Regions from separate parts of the Callithrix jacchus genome. Here region 1 is linked to region 2. A link is a contact called in public Hi-C data. All regions are on one chromosome and are shown on one strand. The core of a region is the stretch at or near the end of the contact, and the rest is flanking DNA. Distances in the headings are between cores, read along the strand shown. Region 1 holds the start of CDKN2C (cyclin dependent kinase inhibitor 2C). Region 2 holds the start of DMRTA2 (DMRT like family A2).

What was found. A called contact is a pair of places that touch in the nucleus more often than the background predicts.
Region 1: a Hi-C map of skeletal muscle shows a contact between it and region 2, with 3 times the contacts expected there. The contact joins the promoter of CDKN2C here to the promoter of DMRTA2 in region 2. A contact is called at or near these places in 2 of 3 Hi-C or Micro-C datasets (induced pluripotent stem cells and skeletal muscle).

The regions. Positions count from the first base shown.
Region 1 is chr7:87,835,713-87,842,869 of calJac240_pri, reverse strand. CDKN2C (cyclin dependent kinase inhibitor 2C) reads right to left here and starts at 2,216. Exons shown (of 3, transcript XM_009001200.4): 1 at 972-2,216; 2 at 377-516. The coding sequence starts at 505.
Region 2 is chr7:87,243,598-87,250,764 of calJac240_pri, reverse strand. DMRTA2 (DMRT like family A2) reads left to right here and starts at 3,228. Exons shown (of 3, transcript XM_002750806.6): 1 at 3,228-3,563; 2 at 5,144-5,710; 3 at 6,901-7,167. The coding sequence starts at 5,152.

The sequences.
Region 1 (7,157 bases), core at 967-3,466, 590 kb before region 2:
TAATAGCAGTGTATTTACTACAAATAATAATCATAATAATGTGTTTACAAAGCTGTCTTTAAAAACAAAGCAAAGCAAACAAACCTCGGCCCTACTATGACTACTTTAAAATCCCCACCGTCACAAAAACATTCCAAAAACTAAGACCAAACCTCGACCCTACTTGATATCAAGAATGTTATTGGATTTCAGGAGTTTGTTCAAAGTACGTCATTTTGAGAAGTTGGATCCACTTAAGATATAAAATATGGCAACCAACTAGGTTTAAAAACAGTGAAATTTTGAACCCTTGAAAGCATAAAAGCTATAATTCTAGAAACCCGGCTCACGTAGGCAACATTATTGACCTGTTTTCCCCACCTCTCTGAATACCAACCTGCAGCGCAGTCCTTCCAAATCCATTTTGCGCATTGACGTTTACATTATTTTGCAACAAACTAGTAAGTTGCTGTAGGTCCCCCCTGGCAGCTGCGGACGCCAACTCGTTCCCCCAAGGCTCGGCCATTCTTTAGGGTCCTGACGATCGGGAAAAGATGAATTAGTCGTTTTTCTTTTTCCCCTTTCCTTTGCTCCTAACCAGGCTGCATGATGGCATCGGAGACTGACAGAAGGACTGGGATGGTTAATCTGGAGTAGAGCTTGGTAGTAAATACTAGTAAGATCTGCCTGCCAAAAGCCCGCCCCTAGATTCACACGTGATTATTCAGCAAAACTGAGCCATTGGAGAGGGGCTCCTCGCCTCGCTTTTTAGCTTAACCCCTATGAAGAATTCTGAGGACTCCACGGAGAGACACACAGACACACAAACATTCCTGGTTAATGACTCCGGACGTCAGATGTAGGCAGAGCTGTCACGTACCTACGCTACAGATCTCCGTGAGGAGTGTGTGTGGAGACTTAAGGGACTAGATCGGGGCAGAAAATACCGCGGAAGGCAAGACATTCGGGGGGAAGAAAAGACATTCACCCACCCTTGTTCACGGTGGTGACTTGAGCCGTGTGCGGCAGAACTGCAGGGGCAGGTCCTCCAGGGGGCTCGGTTTCCATCCGTCTCGCCGAAGGGGTAATCCTGGGTCCTCCGCTGCTGGGAGAGCGCCGCGGTGGCTGGATGCTGACGTGCTCCGGGGGGTTAAAAGATGATCGCCAAAGGCGAACGGGAGTAGCAGTTCCTTGGCCCTCAAGTTACAGGTCGTAACTACTGCCCAGTGCTCTGGACTTCTCCAGAAAAGCCTTTAGTCGCGTCTGGGCCAAGCAGTGAGCTAATGCCGCTCAGGAAAGCTCTGGAGCTCGCCAGCCAGGCAGCCGCAGCCCCGCCGAGCCTCAGAGGCCGTGGGAGCCGGGCTCGGCGCGCGTCTCCGGAGGCTGCCGGGCGTGCGGCGGGTCCCGGAGAAGCCCGTCATGCCGGCCCCGCCAGGTCCCGGGACTCCCGGCAGCCTAAGGGAGGAGGAGAGCGATGCGGGAAGCGTCTAAGGGGCCCGGGCTGTTGGGGCAGCTCGCGGCAGCATTGCGGCTGCACTGGGCAGCCCCCCGGGAACTTCCTGCCTACGACCGAGCTCGTTCAGGCTTTCTGCTGCAGGCACTCATTGAGCTGCCGCCGTCGCCGTCCTATCCCGGTTTTGTGGGGTCTCCGGAGTTGGGGAGAGTCCGGGAAAGCGTAGGCCAAGTTCTGAATAGAGGTAGTCGCCACAGTTCCAGGGCGCAGCCAGTCCCGCCGCCGTCTCGGCGAGAGCTCAGCAGCTTCAGCGCCCGGTGCCACTTCGCCAACCTCTCGCGGTCCCTGGCCTGTGCCCCTTTGCTGCGGACAGGGCAGCCGCCAGCCAGCTGTGCCCTGGAGACGAGCCTGGCAGCACTGCTTACTCCCTGGACGCACCGCTCCCAGTGACAGTTTCTTTTGTAGCTGATCCCCTCCTAGATCGCCGGTCCCTGCTCTCTTCACCCCTACAGGCACTCGCGCGTCGCCCCTTTTTTTGCTTTTTTCCTTCCCTCCCTCTCTTGCTGCTTTTTTCGCTGAAACAATTGCTGCTTCTGCTGCCTCTCAGAGACGGTGCCGGTTTCTTCTCCCTTTTTTCCGACCTCATCAGCTTTTTTTGAAAAGAAAAAAATTGAGCGCTTTTTGAGTTGAAAAACCCGCCCCCATTTTAACGGCAGAGTTTTAAGGAGGCTCGGCGGAGTTGCAGCTCCGCGGGAGCGGGAAGGCCGGGCACCGCCCACGCCCCGCCCTCCGCCCCGCTGGCGCTCGCGCTAGCCGCCTCGCAAGCTCCGCCCGCCCGGCCCAGCGCCTTCACTCCCGCCTCGCGTTCCCCGCCTCCTCCCGTCTAGTCTCTCGCGCCGGCTCCCGCCCGCGGGCTAGGCGGCCTGGCCCCAGCTGGAGCGGGGTTCGGCACCGCGAAGCCCGGCCTGCCTTTCTTCTGCTAGCGGGTTGGGTCTGCGACGCGAACCCCCCAGCTGCCTCGATTCCTATGGGGGCGAGGGCGGGGGGTTGTTATTTAAGACGGTCTAGAAGGGCCGCAGAGCCTTTGAGGCTCGCGGAGCTGGTTGCGGGAAGGCGGAGAGCTAGCTGGCAAAAAGGGAGTCGTTCTCCAGCTCTAGCGGGGCAGGTCGGCCCGCCTCAGAGCTCCCCCGCCAGGCTAGCAAAGTTCGTGCGGCCAGGCCTGCCTTCTGCTGCCGCTGCCTCCTCTAGGGCGCTCGCGCTCTGTAAACTCGGCTGCTTTGGCTGAGCTCTGGGCCTCGGCCGGCCTCGCACCTGCTAGATCCACGCAGACGGCTGCGGTGGGCAGAGGTGGCCCCGGGGGTGGAGGGAAAAATCCGGGCTGCCACTAAGCGCAGTGCTCACAAAAAGCAAGTCTTGTATAGACTGAATTTTATGAAAACTTAAGTAGGTAAGAATAACGAACTCTGAAGCCTTAATCAAGGACTAGAAACTGAAATAGTCCAATTATTGGAGAAAAAGGAGAAAAGCAATCAAATTTAAAGCAAAATTTAAAATAAGTCGTGTGAAGTGTTTTCTAACAAAGTCATTTCTTTGTTGCCTAAGTTCTCTCACTACTTAGAAGCGGCTTGGTTTTTCGGGGGTCTCGGGTTAGGGAGGGTGTCTAGATGTAAAGGAATGGTCTCTCTCCTAATCCTTTACTTAATCATCCAACACCAATTTTTATTACTTTTAACTTCCTCTTTTAGTTGTGCGAGATAGGTTAACTATTGCTTTCTATATTTTTATACTCTTAATCCAACAGGGTTGCATGATGCACCCAGTGGTCAAAATGAAACCAAGCAAAAAATGACAAGTCTAATTAGAACCGGCCTTTGGCAAGCGGATGCGCAAGCAATATCTGTACCCTTCTCCCTGAAGTACACAGAGTATTAGCAACAAGACACACCAGAAACATCTGGATAATTATGTAGCAGCAGACTGGCTGATAGAGGGAGAGTTGAAGCTGGGAAAAATCTGGCAGTGTTTTCTTTAACGTAATTGTTGAGAAAAAAACTAGTTATCTTCTTCTTCTTTTTTTTTTTTTTTCTTTGAGACGGAGTTTCGCTCTTGTTACCCAGGCTGGAGTGCAATGGCGCGATCTCGGCTCACCGCAACCTCTGCCCCCTGGGTTCAGGCAATTCTCCTGCCTCAGCCTCCTGAGTAGCTGGGATTACAGGCACGCACCACCGTGCCCAGCTAATTTTTTGTAATTTTTAGTAGAGATAGGGGTTCACCATGTTGACCAGGATGGTCTCGATCTGTCGACCTCGTGATCCACCTGCCTCGGCCTCCCAAAGTGCCGGGATTACAGGCTTGAGTAGTTATCTTCTTAAGTAACTAAACTTGAATTGTGAATGAAATGAGAACTACAGAACAAGAAATTACATATATTTAGATGTTTCAAGTAGAAACATTTAAGATTCCATTTATACCAGTAAGAAATAAAAAATAATTTACTTTTGATTATTCTGGGAACTATGTAGTCTTTTCATACGGTCAGAGGGTGTGATGACATACTAGTACTGTTGGCTGATAAGAGAGAACTGGTTTTAGTCCAATTAATGAGGATTGCCTTCTAGCATTTATTATGGTTTCTTACTTAGAGATAAATTGTAAAGAGGAAGAATCTTAAATTGTATGATTATATAAAGTACGGGAAAACATGCTATAATTTTCATGAAATAAAATACTTTTTGCTGAACAACTCAGTAAATCAAATTTACGATAATTTAAGATGTACACAGAGTTGTATTAAGATTTTTGGAGACCCTAAGCACTAAAAAGATTTTGATGTTCTACCACATCTTCCTCATAAAGATCTAAAAAGAAAAATAACAGAACCCCAAAATAAGAGTAAAAAAGTCCAACAAAGTTCTGTTTTTTTTCCCCCATGATGGCTTCTTCAATGGTGTTGCTGAAATATTATTTGGGTTTTCTTTTTTCTTTTCTTTTTTTACATTCTGGTTTTGCTGGTGCTCTGAAGTATATGCTTCATCTGCCTATTGGGTAAACCAGAATTGGCAGTGCAGAGCTTAGGGTCTTAGTTCAGAAGGCATACATAAGTATTACAGTAACTCCAATGCAAATCTAGTGTTTATTGAGGCCTAGTTTACTAAAGTGGATTCACGGGTATCTCTACCCTCAATAAGCTTATATTCTAACATGGCTTACAAGAAACATTCACAATTAAGCTCTCTACTATATGGAGAGTGGTGGTTTCTCTTTTAACATTGTAATGATAAGTACATCAAATATTGAAATACAGCCTTTATTGTTAGATATTAAATACTAACAGTCATGAAAACCATTTTCTCCAGCAGTTCATAATCATTTAAAGAGACATAGAAATATGATCTAGTCAAATTATTCTGTGCTTTTCCCTCACTGACTCAGGTAGGCACAGTTTCTGAATGATTAACTTTTGGAAATGTGTATGTGGTATTTATCATTTCTTTAACTTGTCTCAAAGTCTTCCTTTTTGTTGTAGTTATAGATCAAGAGAGGTGAAAAACAGACTGGGCACCACCAGGCATGCTTTTTTTTTAAAAAATCACTTTATAATTGTGGCTTCAGCATTTTATTTCTGAGATTCAGTGGCTTTTTTCATATGGGTACTTATTTATGAAAATTTATCATTATTTTTATTTCATTTTTGAGACAGGTTCTCACTCTGTTGCCCAAGCTAGAGTGCAGTGGCTTGGTTATGATCATGGCTCACTGAAGCCTTGACTTCCCAGGCCCAAATGATCCTCCTACCTCAGCCTCCTGAGTAGCTGGAATTACAGGCGTGCATCACCACGCCCAACTAATTTTTGTATTTTTAGTACAGATGGGGTTTCACCATGTTGGTCAGACTGATCTTGAACTCCTGACCTGGTGACCTGGTGATCCACCTGCCTTGGCCTCCCAAAGTGCTGGGATTACAGGCGTGAGCATATATTAATCTTTATGCATATATTAATCTTTACAGCAATTCTGTGAGGTGACTATGATAATCCCCATTTTTCAGATGAGGGAATTGAGGCTGACAGAAATTGTGATTTAAAGTCAGTAAATAGTGGACATAGAATTTGAACTCAGTTCTTGGGGCTCCAAGCCTTATACTTTTTAGTTGCATTTACAGATCAAAATTATTTTATTGGTTGACAGTCCAGGGTCAGCCACTAGTCTCTTAAACAACATTAAATCACTAGATGAAATACATATGTGTAGTAGCGTTAGTGTTCTCATGAATTACATTATAAGCAGGAAGTATTATTTAAGAAATTGGTTATCTTAGCCAAAGAATCAAGGTTACCACTACCAGTAATCAGTCAAGTTGATAACACATGGCCCTGATATGATGTAACAAGGACATATCACCTCTTCCCCCAAATTTATAAACTCAGTGTAATTCTGAGAATACATTAGGCAATCCCAGATTGAGGGAGATTTTATAAAGTTCCTGACTCTTCAGACGTGTCCACTGAGAAACTGTACAGATTAGAAGAGGCTACTGAGACATGACAACTAAAAGTAATATGGTATTACTGGACTGTGGAACGAGAAAAGGACATTAGTGTAAAAATCCAAATAGCGCCTCTAGAATATAATAGTTTCTAGCAGTGTTAATTTCTTAGTTTTGATAGATGTACCATGATTAAATAAGATAGTAACATTAGAGAAAGATGGACTAAAAGCATATAGGAACAATCTGTACTATTACTATCTTAGGAAGCATTCTAAAATAATTTCAAATAAAGACTTAGTAAAATATAAATAATATTTATTTATTTATTTTTGTTTTTATTTTTCTTTGAGACAGAGTTTCACTCTGTTGCCCAGGCTGGAGTGCAATGGCGCAACCTCAGCTCACTGCAATCTCTGTCTCCTGGGTTCAAGCGATTTTCCTGCCTTAGCCTCTGCAAGTAGCTGGGATTACAGGCATGCGCCACCATGCCAAGCTAATTTTGTATTTTTAGTAGAGATGGGGTTTCTCTATGTTGGTCAGGCTGTTCTTGAACTCCTGACCTCTCAGGTGATCTGCCAGCCTCAGCCTCCCAAAGTGCTGGGATTACAGGCATGAGAAATAATATTTATTATTTATATTTGAAATAAAAATGATATAAAAGTTTCTTTTAAAAGAACATGGAGATTCTAGAAAAAGATCTGTATTTAACTTAGGCTGAGCTCCATGAACTCCTACTGTGGGCCAACTATGAGAATGAATAAATTAAAATGACTTTGCTTCTGCATGGACCGAATTTCTTTACATTTCCTTCTTTTGGTTTACAACACTTAAATAAAATTGTTTCTCTGGAGAAAAACAAAAAATGGAATTCTGGAGAAATGAAAAATGATTTTTTCTCCTAATTCAGTATTTATTTTTCTTCCCTTCTTTTCTCTATAGTAGATAATTACTCTGGATGCTAGGTATCCAACCATGAAGCGTTAGGCCTAGAGAAGAAACAGTGTCTTTGGGAATGGTATAAACTAAGCAGCATGGAAGGCAAATTGTAGAGAGGCAATAGGGTAAGTAGAAAAAGCACTAATTTGACCTAGCATTGAATCCTAGGTCTGTCACTTTGTAGCATGACTTTGAGCAAATTCTTAACTTGCCAGAGCAGCTTTTTATTCTGTAAAGTAGTAGTTGTAAACATTAAATGAGATAAAGTTTGTAATGTATCTGTACATAGTAGATTCCCAA
Region 2 (7,167 bases), core at 1,979-4,478:
TTTTCTTGGCTGGGTCCTCTCACCCGGTCGGTCCCCAAGCCCCTGGCACTGCAGAGGCGTCAGCAAATGATTCTGAGCTGAGAGGATTCGTGTGAATGTGTGAGGAGGGCCCTCTGCTCTCAGCCGACTCATTTGTCCCGGAAGGCTGTGGCTTTTTCTGCCTGGGGCCCAAATGTAGAAGTAAGGATGGAGGTCTGCGCATAAACCAGGGCATACGTGCGTGAGGATGTGCTTCTGTCGGGGTGTCCAGTCACCGAGGTGGAAATCTGTGGGAGTCTGGGAGTGTTACATACCAAGTGGATGTCCCAGGATGAGGACATGTTTATGAGAACACTGTGAGGTCAAACTCACTGAAAAGGTCCCCTTGGCGGGAGGCTAGCATCAGAGTTGAGCCTAGGGCCCAGGGTGCTCTCTGAATGCCGGCGTGAGAGTGTGTTCCAAACTTTGCAGAGAGTGGTCACACTTGCGGAGGAGGGAGTGTGTCCAAGTGTGAAGCTAGTTGTGTGTGTGTGGGGGTCGCCCCTACTGCCTCAACCGGGGCGTGCTCTTCTAGTGCTGGCGGCTCAGTAGAGCCATGCCCTTCCTTTCCCCTCCGACCGACCCACTCCAAATCAGGAGGAACTGCCCGTGGAGTGGCCTGCGAAGCTGGGCAGAGGATTCCTGCCTGGTCTAAGTGTGAGTGCTATGACCTTGGCCCAGGACGGGTTTATTTTGCCCTCCTCCTTAACACATTCACTCACAGGAATTCCCTAACCTTCGGGGAGTGGGAGAAAAGGCTGTGGGTCCCAGACCTTTGGGGATGAGGAAAGGAATGAGAGAAGAGAGAGGTGCCTCCACCAGGGGTGGGCGGATTCCCTCTGGTTGGGCTGTGTTAGGTGTCAGGATGCTCCTCCACCCCCTTCTGAGAAAATGAAGTCCTTCACGCATCTGCGGTGACCCCTCGGTTCCCGAGCCCTTGTGGCTCTACCCTTGGCTTTTGCGGGACCCTCGACCCGGAGCGGGGAAATCTCACGATGGCCTGGCCTCAAGAGCAAAGAAGGATACCTGACCCCCCGCCCCCCGCCAAAGCTAGGCAGATTTGTATAGTTTATTTCGTTTTAGGTTTAATATAATTTCCCGAAAATTTTGTCCAATTTTCGGAGCTCTGGGAGCAGGCGCCTGGGGCTCCTACAGGGAATCCGGTGGTGATCGGCGCTCTTCCCCAATCCCTCCGCAAGTGCAGCCGGGGCGTAGACGTACTTGGCCGCGGAACCTCAAGGTGTTGGAAGGTGGGGTGTGGGTCCTGCGCTCCTAGAGAACATATTATCCCTGAAACATTCCCTTACCCTCACCTCACGCGGGAGACCCTCGCGGGGGCTGACCCCTTATTCTCTCTCCTAAACCCATTCACAGACTCCAGCGAGTGGCATTTCCGGAGAGCGAGTGACCAGGTTTTTACGCTATCTTAGACCTTGTCCGGGTCGGAGCGCCCTCGCGCCGGGGCCTGGTCAACTTCCTGGAAGCTCTCTGCCAGGTCCTCCGGCGCATCACCCCCACCAGGGCCTCCCTCCAGCCTCAACCTCTGGGTAGGCTTCTTCCAGGGCTCTCCCGGGGCGTCAGGTTAGGGGCCCATTCGGTCTTCGGTTGGGGGCCCCTCGGTCGCACCTTCCTTCCTGCACCCCCACCCCTGGGCTCGGAAGCGGCGAATAGACTGATGGGGCGCGGCCCAGTAGTTGTGCCAGGCGGGAGGGGCTGCGTCCTAAGCCGCGATTCCCCGGGCCAAGTCTGCGCGCCCAAATTCCCGGAGGCCTGGAGGTTCGAAAGAGCAACGCGGAAACGCATGGTAAAGAGTGGAAAGGAGAACGACCGGAACGCTCATTTTCCTCATTATTTAAACGAATGTTCTTTACTCTGAAGGAGAGAGAGAGAGAAAAGGAGAGAATAAAAGCGAGAGTGACAGAACATTAGGCATTAGAGGGAAAGACAGAATGAAAAGACACAGAGATAGAATCAGAGCTACAGAAACCGAGGGCAACCCGCCCGAGGGCCGCGGCACTAATACCAGATGTTGCCTTTCAAAAAGGAAACAAAATCTGAAACCTGTTACCTCCTCTTCAGAAGGAGCTGTTCCTCAGGGCCGCGACATCAGGGCAGGATGAGAATAAGGCCAAAGTTAAAACTGAAAACTGTCCCCGGGGGCCTCCCCGCAGTGACTTTGTCTCTTGCCTGGAAGGACCGACAGACGGGTGAGCGTCCTGAGTCTAAGAGAATCTGCGAAGACACAGAGGCCACTTTTTACTTTCGTTTAGAAAAAAAAAAGGGGTGGGGGGCTGTTCGTTCACTTACAACAACGACAAAAAGAATCCCACCACCACGAAAAAGAAATCGAGATGCTGGAAAAATGAGGAAAAGAAGGAGCAGAAGGGGCCGAGGGACGCGAAAGACGGGAGGGGAGAGGAAAGGCTCAGGGCGCGAGGGACGCGGCGGGCACCAACAGGAAGCGCAATCTCATTTATCTTCTCTGGGCTTCTCTTTTAAACACAAAAATCTTCATAAACCACACTTACCCTCCAGGATGCCTATCGTATCAGGACTTTTACAATAAAGTAACTGAGCTTTAAAGGCGACAGAAGAAAAAAACCAAAGCAGCCCCCAACTTCGGACTAGGGAGCGCGCTGAAACATAGCAGGAAGAAGACAGGAAAAATCGTCATGGCATTTATGCCTTGAACACCCTCCCTTCCTCACCCCCGCACCCCTGTCCCGCCCACACCCCAACCGCAGTAATTGAATTGTCACCTGCCCCCCATCCCGCCCCAGTGCTCCAGGGCCACTTGGGAAGCTCGGCTTTGCCAAGCGCCCCCGGCCAGTGAGAGCGGCGCAGCCGAGCCGGCGCCCCAGAAGCTGAGGGGTTACACACGTCTACGCAGAGAGGCGCACCGGACACGGTAATTAGGAGCAATTCACACGCTCTCGGGCGCACGGAAACTACAAGTCACGAAATTTTCAACGCTTCTCCTCGCCCACTTTTTTCCACTCCTTCCCTGGCGCGCCCCCTCCCCTCCCGGAGGCACACAGTGGAGCTTTTGGAGTTTCGAATCTTTCGGACACTGTAGAATGCGGGGCTCCCCGGGCGCGGGCCCGGCCAATCAGAGCGCCGTCTGCCTCCTCTGGCCAATGGCAGGAGCCACATTGTTGTCCAATTCTGTCTAATGGAGCCCTAAGGAGCAACAATAGAGCTGGCGAGCTGCTCATTGAGAGTCTGGCAGCGCCGGGCAACTGGGCCCCGGCTGCGCGCAGCGTCCCGCGAGCACCGCGAGGGGACGCGGCACGAAGAGAGTCCGGTCACGGGTTCCAACCAGGCGGCCGGCAGACAGGCCTCCGACCCGGATTTCTGAAGGGAGAGCTGGACTGCGCTGCGTTCTGAGGGGTCCGGAAGTTTGGACATGGTGACTGAAGGAGGGTGACGTAGTCAGATCAGGGGCCCGGGACAAGGCGAAGAGGCCAAGAACGCCAGCGTCGCCAGTGGAGCCGGGAGGCGTGTGCAGCGCCGGCGGAGGAGGAGGATCCCGCAGCCCTAGGCAGGTAGTTGAGGGCCTCAGGGAGAGCAGCGGGTGGCGACCTGGTCTGCCGCCCCTGTTGAGGAGGCCCGGCCCCGTGGGCCTTAGGGACGGCGCGGCCCGAGGGTTCTGGGGGAGGAGGCTCCTAGAGAGGAGGTCTGAGACTCTCGGACGGAAACACGACGACTCTGTCCCGGGCTCTGGCGGGACAGAGAAAGCGGGAAGCAGAGGGAGACCGCGGCGGAAGCGGTGAGCTGGGCCTGCTTGGGCCTTGCGGGGCTGCGGCGCGAGTGGGACTCCAGTGTCCGTTTGTGGCCACTTCGGATGGCGACTCCCCTGGCTCGGTGAGGCCTACTGGGCCATGCGCGTTCTAGGACCCCAACTCTGAGATCAGAACGCAGGAGCCTGGGCTTGAGCGGGGTCCCCAGGGGCCCCAAGGCGGGGAGGGCGTGTCTGAGGACTCTGTCCCTAAACCTGGAGGGGAGGGTAAGGGAGGACAGTGTGAGGTGGTCTTCGAGAAAGATCCCCTTCCCGAATTACCGAACTTTTCTCAGGATACGTCTTCTGCCCCGACTTCTCCAGACTGCGAGGCTAAAAAATTGCACCACAGATTTTACCCAATCCCTTCCCCCAGGCTTTGCTTGTGGGTTTTTTTTTTTTTTTTTTCTTACACATTCCCCATCTCCCGGGTGCGGCCCCTGGATCCCGGACACCCCCCAGATCAGCTGCTTTTCACTGTTTTCCTTGCCCATGAAGCTCATCTTTGGGCTGCGTTTGCTTATACAGAAAGTTTCTTTAGCTGAATTTTTCTCTTTAATACTTCCCAATCCTAAACTAAATCTACATATATTTTCTCTCCCACTCTCTGGAGGCCCGCACGGTGGAACTTTTTGGGGCTTACATTTTTACGGGTCCCAGAGCCACTGGGCCTAACTTTGGCGGAGTTGTTTCCTCGCTCCCACTCTAGTTCCTAGAGCTATTCTTTCTGCTCCTGGTTTTTCTCTCCAACGCTTCTGTCCCAACCTGCATTAAAAACAAAAAGAAACAAAACTCTGGCCCAACCAGCTCAACTCTGCAACTCCGCCTCTCTCTCCTTCCCTTCACCCTTCAACCTAACTGACCGTTTTGCTCCCGGTTTTCCTGTTTTGCCCTTGGCATCTTCCTAACTTCTGGGCCAAAACTGTCTCTCTAATCCCAGTCCCGTCAAACTAACATTTCTCTAGCCCGTCTCACCCCAATTAGGCTAAACTTTAGAGAATCATCTTTCCTTTTTCAAATGCTCATTACATCCATCCGAATCAGTGACTTTCACACTTTACATGTCACTTTATTTTTTTTCCAGCGGAATCACTGATTCAGACAAAATCTAACCCCCAGCGTGTAAAGCAGGTCTAAGAGCAGCCGTGGGGAGTCTAGGGAGGAGGCGCTCGGGCTCTGGAGGAGGTTCCGACTGCTCCTTTTCCCAGCAATTCGGGCCCCGCTAGCCCAGCCTCTGCTGCCCAAATTTCCCTTTCCAACTTGGGTTCCTCAAGGCTGAGCTTCAGCCTATCGCGCGGTGTGCTCCTCACCGGGGTTTCTTCCCTCTCCCACCTTCTTTCCCATCAGGTCGTGTCATGGAGCTGCGCTCGGAGCTGCCCAGCGTGCCCGGCGCGGCGACGGCGGCAGCGGCTACAGCGACGGGGCCGCCTGTGGCGTCGGTGGCGTCGGTGGCGGCGGCCGCGGCGGCCGCCGCATCACTACCGGTGAGCGTGGCAGGCGGCTTGCTGCGGGGGCCGCCGCTGTTGCTGCGGGCAGCCGAGAAGTACCCGCGGACCCCCAAGTGCGCACGCTGCCGCAATCATGGCGTGGTGTCTGCACTCAAGGGCCACAAACGCTACTGTCGCTGGAAGGACTGCCTGTGCGCCAAGTGCACGCTCATCGCGGAGCGCCAGCGTGTCATGGCGGCGCAGGTGGCGCTGCGCAGGCAGCAGGCGCAGGAAGAGAACGAGGCGCGCGAGCTGCAGCTGCTCTACGGCACTGCCGAGGGGCTGGCGCTGGCCGCCGCCAACGGCATCATCCCCCCGAGGCCCGCCTACGAGGTCTTCGGTTCAGTGTGCACCGCCGACGGCGGGGGACCTGGAGCGGGAGCGCCCGCGGGGACTGGAGGCGGAGCCGCGGGCGCAGGGGGCGCAGGTGAGAGCGCGGCCAGGCCGCAGGATCGCAGCTCTGGGGTACGCGGCCCAGGAACTTGTCACTGTTCAGAAAGAGTAGAACCCCGGTGTCCAGTCGCCCCGACTACTAGGGTTCACCGCTCGCCTAGCGTCGGGTATGGGGCGTGGGTACAGAAACTCTGTTCTTCCGCTTCTGAAGCATTTGCACTTCACCCCTTTTTCCCGCTGTTACCCAAACTCAGGCAAGTCCCTGCTTCCTCCATTTGTCTTCTCCCCAGGTGGAAACCTGCGCATCTCATCTTCCTTCGCTCTGCGCTTCTCCACAGGCCCCTTCCCTCGGCTACTTCCCAACTCTGTTAAGAAATCCAACTTCCTTTAACCGACCCCCACCCCACTGCTTTCCCTAGGTATTAAGAAACCCTCGTTTCTTTTCCCCATGTAATCCCCCTTCTCGCGTTCCTAACGCCCTCTGGACAACCGCTTCCTTCGCTCTCCCTCCTTCTAGCTTCTTCCGCACCTCCCCGGTTTCTCTGGGTCTGCTTTCCTTTGCCTTTTACTCTTCGCTGCCTGGCCCCACCCTCTTTTTCTGGACCCCGGTGGCTTTTGCTGGGGAGGGAGGAAATTAGGCCAGGACCATTGAGGGGAAGGAGGGATCAGCTCTAAGCTTGGGAGAGAAGAACTTATTAGGTCTCAATTTTGGAAAGAGTGGATTAGAATTAGGGGTTCTACTTCTGCCTGTAGAGAAGCTTAGGACCTCCTAGATAACTAAGGCCCCTTTCCTTACAGGCTGCGCTGCCCAGGGCAGGCATCTTCTATACAGTGGGCTCTTCTTTACAGCTTTATATTGCCTCCCGTTTGAACCCTGGACCAGGCCACTTCTCCAGGGCAGCGCAGGACTGGAAAGGAAGTTAAGGGGGGAGGTGTTGGAGCACAGATGTGGGAAGAGCAGGCTTGAACATCGACTTTACTGGGCCCGAGGGGGGATTCTGGGTACAGAAAGAGAGGGAGCCCTGGGGTCAAGGAAAGAGAGACAGGGCTGTAGGGGCTCTGAGCGGAAGGAATGCTAGAGCAAAAAAGGAAGAGGGGCACTGGAGCCTAGTGAATAAGGGCTGTGGGGCTGAGGGAGAGGAAACTAAGATCCAAAGGGCTGAGGTGCTGTGAGTGTGGTCTTCTAGCTAACCGCTCCTCACGACACGTTTTCTCCCCTCCCAGAGGCCAAGTTGCAGAAGTTTGACCTGTTTCCTAAAACGCTGCTTCAGGCAGGCCGCCCAGGCAGCCCGCAGCCACCGCCGGTGAAGCCCTTATCACCCGATGGCGCAGACTCGGGGCCCGGAACGTCGTCCCCGGAGGTGCGGCCCGGCTCAGGCTCGGAGAACGGCGACGGCGAATCCTTTTCTGGTTCGCCCCTAGCTCGGGCCTCCAAAGAGGCAGGTGGCAGCTGCCCAGGCAGTGCTGGCCCTGGCGGCGGCGAGGACGACA